Linked DNA regions of Sus scrofa: region 2 is linked to region 1. A link is a contact called in public promoter capture Hi-C data. All regions are on one chromosome and are shown on one strand. The core of a region is the stretch at or near the end of the contact, and the rest is flanking DNA. Distances in the headings are between cores, read along the strand shown. Region 1 holds the start of ADRM1 (proteasomal ubiquitin receptor ADRM1). Region 2 holds the start of RPS21 (ribosomal protein S21).

Region 1 (3,380 bases), core at 588-3,087:
CTGGCCTCCGTGGTGCCCGTTTACCTGTAGCTTGCTTCCTTATTCAGATTTTTCAAAGAAACTATTGAAAGTGTATAAAGCTTTGTGGGTTTTTTTGTTTTTTGTTTTTTAGGGCCACACCCGCGGCACATGGAGGTTCCCAGGCTAGGGGTCTAATTGGAGCTACAGCTGCCGGCCTGCACCACAGCCACAGCCACATTGGATCTGAGCCACTTCTGTGACCACAGCCCATGGCAACGCCGGATCCTTAAGCCACTGAGTGAGGCCAGGGATCGACCCTGCAACCTCATGGTTCCTAGTTGGATTCGTTTCTGCTGTGCCACGACAGGTGCTGCTTCACTGATTTCTTGCCTGGTTTCACAGGCCATGGGATGGCATTGTCTGCAGGGTGGTGACCGCGTCAGAGGCCACAAAATTGCATCACGTTGTACTAGAATTTTTTTTTCAGGCTGCGTCTGTGACATGTGGAAGTTCCCAGGTCAGGGACTGAACAGGCACCACAGCAGTGACAATGACGGATCCTTAACCCATTGAGCCGCCAGGGAACTCCCATAAGCATTGCCTCAAGTTGGCTGTTCCCCCCGCCCACCTCTGGAACCCTTGAGAGTCTCAAAAATTATCCAGGACCCCACAGAGCTTTTGTCTATATGGGTTTTTAATCTATGGATATTTACCATTATTATAAATTAAAAATAAATATTAACTAATTTAAAAATAACAAAGGCATTTATTATCACAAATAAAATTTTAAAATGAAAAACAGTCATATTTTCCAAAACAAAGAAAAAAATTAGTGACTCTTTAGATCACAAAGCAAGGGGTATGGAACTCACCAGAAGAGGGTACAGGAGTTAAAATGAATGGGTTAGAGCCACAGGTGTCAAGGTGGATAAATCTTAAAAACATTGAGTGAAAGAATACTTTTCACCTTTATACCTTTTATGAAAAGCTTAAAAACAAGTTTTCCATACACATAGAGAGAAAATCACCCAGCACACAGGAAAGTGGGCACACAGTTCAGGACGGCCCTGCCTTTGGCGCCGGGAGGCAGGCGGCGCTGGTGGGGTGTGCGGCTGGGGGCACCTAGCACGTGGGCCGCTTTTCCATTTCTCTGCAGGACTGGGTGTAAATGAAGCGGAAATAAAAGTAGTGGGAGGGCAGCGCCTTCCGTTTATCTAGTCTGGCCTTCCCTCCATCCTGACTGCCCACCAGCCTCTGGAAACGCTGCACCCGCAGACGAGGGGGAGGGGGCAGCCGTGCCAACGCTGCTGTCTGGGGTGCTGGGGGGGATGGGGAGGACTGTGCCATCACTGCTGTTGGGGTACGGGGGCGATGGGGGGCAGCCGGGTCGTCACTGTAATCGAGGAGGATGGGTGGAGGCCATGGAACGGGGTTCGGGGCTGTAGTTTGCCACCTTGCCCCCGGAATGTGAAACCCTCGCGCCCGGCCCCCGGCCCCCGCGTCCTAGGCCATCCTCTCCCTTGAGCTAGCGACTTCTCCTTCGTCTCGGGACCCGGTGTCTCGCACTGACAGCGAAACTGAGAGAGCCTCCAGCGTCCCGCAGGGGCTCGGCCCGGCGCGGCCCGGCGGTCCCGGGGCCAGCGCCCACCGCCCGGCCCGCGCCCGCCTCGCCGTTCCAGGCGCCGCCGCCAGGGGCCGCCGCCGCGCCCCTATGACACAGCAACAATAGGGGCCGCTCTGGCCCGCGCGCCGCCGGCCCGCGCTTCCGCCGGAAGGAGCCGCAGGCGGGGGGGCGGGCCTGGCCGGGTAATGGGCGGCCGCTCTGGCCAATCGCCCGCGGGCCAGTGCCCGCCCCTCTCCTGACGGGGCCCAATCGGCGGCGAGAGCGGCGGGGGGGCGGGGCGAGCGGGACTTCCGGCGGGGCCCGGCAGGCGCCGAGGAGGAAGAGCGATCCCGGACAGCGCCTCTCGGCCGACTCTCGGCGCGGACCAGGTACAGGGGGCGCCGGGGGCGGGGACGGTTACGGGGGCGGCAGGGGGCGGGGTCTGCGCCGTCGGCGGCTGCGGGCGGGCGCCCGGGGGGCGGAGGCCTGAGGGGCAAGGGGCCGGCGCGGGCCGGGGTTCTGGGGCCCGGCTCCCGGGCCAGCCCAGCCGCCGCCCCGCCCGCCGCGCAGCGCAGCCGAGGGCGTCGGGCGGCGGGGTCTGCGGGCGGGGATGGCCAGGTCACCCCGCAGAGGATGCAGCGCCGCCGCGGGGCTTGCTGCGCTTCTCCCGGGTGCTCGGGTTTTTTCTAAGGCAGCGAGCCTGCCCGTATCGCGCAGAAACTCGGTTTTAGGCCACAGCCTTGTCTCCTATCCAGTGTGTTAGCGGTTGTCTGCCCAGCTCACGGTTTTAAACCCTTCGGAGCTGCAGATTTAAAAAGTACGGAGAGTGGTGGTGACGAGGGTCCGCAGCGGTGATGCAGTTCAGGTGCGGGGGTAAATTTCCTTCTCTTAGAAACACGAGAAGCAGCAGGGAACCTGGCTCCCTGGGCTCAGGTACTGCGGGCCCAGGTCCACCCGGGAGGAGTTTGGCGGCGGGTGCTGGGCGGCTTGGGCCTGCCGCCTGCTCCCAGCACAGTGGCAGCCCGCGGTTCAGAGAGAGGGGCTTTCACTCCGCCGCCAGCGAACATTTGAGGAGGAAGTTAGGGTTTCCGTGGCAGTGACTGGGTCCGCTTGCTGGTCCGGTTTCAGGATGACGACTTCAGGCGCTCTGTTTCCAAGCCTGGTGCCAGGCTCCCGCGGGTCCTCCAACAAGTATTTGGTGGAGTTTCGGGCAGGAAAGATGTCATTAAAAGGAACTACTGTCACCCCAGATAAACGGAAAGGCCTCGTGTACATTCAACAGACAGATGACTCCCTCATTCACTTTTGCTGGAAAGACAGGACATCTGGGAACGTGGAAGACGTAAGTGTCTGGTGGCCTCCATCTCATCTCGACCCCCGCCTGGTTGTCAGCGCGGGGCGATTTTCACAGAAGGACCGGTGCCCCAGGGGCACAGCGGCCGTTTCCGTTTTGGCAGGTCTTGGGAGGCCCGGAGCCCCTGGCCTGGTGCCCTTATCAGATATTTTCTTTTGCTTGTGGGTCGTTCTAGCCTCGGGGGGTCTATAGATTCTCCCGTTGCCTGTGTGTCCTTTAAACTTGAAGATTAATTAGGTGCTTTGAATTGGAGAAACTGTATAAAAGTCCTGAACTTACCGCATCCTCGACAGCGTTCTCGAGCGGTCATTTTATTTGGTGTTCTTTGTTCTTCAGACCAAATCATTTCTTGTTAGGTTCGAGAGCAGGTCACAGTTGCCTTTTGACTCATCTTGGAATGTTGCTTCCCCAAGTGTCTCTATTGAAAATCCGTCGAGAGTCAGAAGCCCCCCTTCTCTGTTT
Region 2 (3,380 bases), core at 560-3,059, 71 kb after region 1:
CACAGGATGCCAGCCTCATCTGCAACCTACACCACAGCTCACGGCAATGCTGGATCCTTAACCCACTGAGCGAGGCCAGGGATAGAACCGGCCACCTCACGGTTCCTAGTCGGATCCATTTCCGCTGTGCCACGACAGGAACTCCCCTTTCTCTCTTAAATGGTCCTGGCACTCTCATCAGAAATCACTTGACTGTATACACGAGGGTTTATTTCGGGGCTAAGACTCTGGCAGGCCCCTCTCTGCCACTCTCCTGCTACTCTGTCTCTTACCTTCCAGTTAGAGATAAATCTTTTTTAAAATTTATTTTTAGAAAATGGTATGGCTGCATGCTGCAGCATGTGGAAGTTCCTGGGCTAGGGATTGAAATCTATGCCACGGCTGCGGCAAGGCCGGCTCCTTTAACCCACTGCAATAGGCTGGGGGTGACCTGAGCCACTGCAGTCGACTCCTAACCCACTGTGCCACAGCAGTAACTCCTACAGAATCTCTTGAAGACCAGGCCTAGCTGGACAGGTAGGCCAGCTGTGCAGACCCCTGCCACAAACATAAACATGTAATACCTGTGCATGTGCTGGGGGGCCTGGACAAAGCACACCTCTCTCTCTCTTTCTCTCTCTCGGGGCTGGCACAGACACTGAGTGACCCTTCTACAAGGTGCTGGCCTTGGTGACCTCACGCCTGATACCCAGCCGCTGGAGTCCCATGGAAGCAACAGCAGACACGCTGCCCACCCAAACACAGGTATGAAGGAACTTGTGGCCTCAGTCCCCGCCAGGCCCAGAGCTCCACGGAAGTTGGCCATGATTCAGACAAGGCCCTGTGGGGCCAGGCTGATAGGGATCGTGTGCACGTTCACTGGCTTCGTACACCTACTATGTGCAGTCCCACTCGGTGAGCAGAGCCCGCCCTGGGAGAGCCCCCACCTGGGCGAGCCGAGACTCAGGTGCGGAAGTGATGGGGGAGACCAGACTTGGAGGATGGGAGGGTGGCAGCAGCGGGAGACAAGACGTGTGTGGCCTGGGGTCCATCCGGGAGGGGCCTTCCGTTTCATCGGAGATGAAGTCCCAAAGGGACAGGCTGCCGCGCACACACTCCCAGGAATGTGGGCAGGGGGCTCTGGGACACTAATTCTGCACTCTAGGAGTTTCCCGTTTTCTTCACTAACAAATTCCTGGCCGCAGGAATGGGCCTCTCCGTCAGTACTGCTCCATGGAGGTGTAGCGGGGGTGATGCGGTGGGGGAGAGTCCTGGGGAGGGGCCCGATGGTGCAGGGCAAGGGCTGTGGGGGCTCTGCCACTGGGCTTGGCCAAGCGCCTTCGCAGCTTGGTCCTGGTTTCCCGAGGGGTTGGCTTCTAATCCAGGGTGTCCCCCGCCGCAGCCCCGCCGCTGCTCCCGGCCTCCCTCAGGACCGCAGGGGCTCGCCGCACCCTTTGCTCTTATAACCCACGACGCCCCTCCTGCGTCCATCTCCGCGTTGCCTGGCTAGTTTCCCGGGGTGAGTCCCCGGCACGGTCTACACCTCTCACGTTCAGACGAGCGCGGTCCGTCCCAGCACTCCCGCGCCGGCCGCCAGCCCCGCACGCCAACCAGCCTGGGGGCGCAGCCGAGACGGCCAGGAGCCGCAGGGGGGCCGAGACCGCAGCGCAGACGCCCGGTGGCTCCCGCCCACCGGAAGCGGAAGTGCGTCGGCCCGGCCCGCACCGCTCTCCGCGCAGACTCGAGGCAGCGCGGGAGAACCGGAAGTACTCGCGAGGCCCCGCCCCCGTCCGCCAGTAGTGCTGCCGGGGGAACCGGCCCTTCCTTTCTGCGCTCGCGCTCATCGTGGTGACACAAGGTGGGCCGCGCGGCTGGGCTCGGGGCCTGGGCAGGGGGACCGCGCGGGGATCGGGGTTCGAGTCGGGCCGGGGGCACGGCGGGGGGGGTCGGGGCCTGGCCCGGGGGACCGCGCGGCTACCGGAGTCGGGCCTGGAAAAGGGCATGGCGCGGGGATCGGGTGGGTGGGAAGGGGCGCGCGGCCCTTTCCTTACGGCACCGCTTGGGGTCCCGCAGGCGTGCCTTCAACATGCAGAACGACGCGGGCGAGTTCGTGGACCTATACGTGCCTCGAAAATGGTGAGCGCTCCCCACCGCCCCGTAATCCCCCCAACCGCTCCCAGCGAGCCCCTCCCCGCTCACTGCCCTCCCGCCCCCCGCAGCTCCGCCAGCAACCGCATCATCGGCGCCAAGGACCACGCGTCCATCCAGATGAACGTGGCCGAGGTGAGTCGGGAGGATCTCTGCGCCGGGGAGGGCGCAAGGTCTGCCGGACTGGTCTGCGTGTTGACTTCTGAACCCCGGGCTTGGAGCTAAAGGCGTTCGGGTGCGCCTCTTCGTGACCCCCCTTCCTGACTTACAGGTTGACAAGGTGACAGGCAGGTTCAACGGCCAGTTTAAAACCTACGCCATCTGTGGTGCCATTCGCAGGATGGTGAGTGTCCCCTGGTCTCTTTCACTGGCCTTTTGAGCAGGGAAATGGTCTCTCCCTGCGTGTCCTCAGGTCTGAGCAGATGTGTTGACAGAACGGGCCAGAGCCTGTTGGACTGGACTGTGCTGCTGCCAGCCCCTTCCCGGGGGGAGGGAGGGGGGTGGAAGAGGGGTGCTTGGGGGTCCCAAGAAAGGGCCATCCTGATAAGAGACACAGATGGGCCTTGACCTCAGATCCCCAGGGCCTCTCCTGCACTGCCAAGTGTCTGCCCACTGCTGCTGTGCCTCCTGTGGTCCGGCTGGGCCGGGGTGTGGCTGGACCTCTGGGCAGTGGTCTCAGGGTGCTTTTCTTGCCAGGGAGAGTCAGACGACTCCATTCTCCGGCTGGCCAAGGCCGACGGCATTGTCTCAAAGTAAGAGGGTCGGCGTGTGGACAGAGGGCTGGGGGGGGGGCTTCTTCAGAAGCCAGATTTTCATATCTTTCTTCCTTTTCTAGGAACTTCTGACTGGCGAGGCTCACACATGTGGAATGTTTGTCATAAATAAATAGTGCAAGTCCGTCTGTTGTTTCACTGTCTGCTTGGGAGGGATGGTGGTCTCTCCTCTGGGCTCTGAGGGTCGGGGCTGGGGTATCTGCTGTGAGTGGAAGGGGCCTGTCACCTGAAAAGCATACTGCAAAACCAGATTTTACTTAAAAGCACAAGTACATGACTTTGCTAACAGATCCATGACACATGACTTAGGTCAGATGACCACTAAGCACACATTTAAATCCACAACACCTGCCCGGTGCTGAGGGGGCGGCACAAGGCCCTTGGACTCATGTCTGAGCAGGTTCGGGGGGGGGACAGTTTAGGCTGAAGTTAAATGCCTTAAATACTGGCTTCACTGGAGTACCACACAGTGGCAGCTCC

What was found. Promoter capture Hi-C pulls out the DNA fragments that hold promoters and counts their contacts.
Region 2: a promoter capture Hi-C map of liver shows a contact between it and region 1, with 2.4 times the contacts expected there. The contact joins the promoter of RPS21 here to the promoter of ADRM1 in region 1. A contact is called at or near these places in 2 of 5 promoter capture datasets (fetal liver and liver), 2 of 47 Hi-C or Micro-C datasets (heart right ventricle and liver) and 2 of 2 datasets of contacts at active chromatin or transcription factors (alveolar macrophages and skeletal muscle).

The regions. Positions count from the first base shown.
Region 1 is chr17:61,691,086-61,694,465 of Sscrofa11.1, forward strand. ADRM1 (proteasomal ubiquitin receptor ADRM1) reads left to right here and starts at 1,838. Exons shown (of 10, transcript XM_021078220.1): 1 at 1,838-1,953; 2 at 2,693-2,906. The coding sequence starts at 2,694.
Region 2 is chr17:61,761,797-61,765,176 of Sscrofa11.1, forward strand. It overlaps RPS21 (ribosomal protein S21), which reads left to right and starts at 1,810. Exons shown (of 6, transcript NM_001097480.2): 1 at 1,810-1,837; 2 at 2,053-2,115; 3 at 2,199-2,262; 4 at 2,399-2,470; 5 at 2,824-2,879; 6 at 2,963-3,027. The coding sequence starts at 2,066. The coding sequence ends at 2,972. CABLES2 (CDK5 and ABL1 enzyme substrate 2) reads right to left here. Exons shown (of 10, transcript XM_001924509.4): 10 at 3,137-3,380.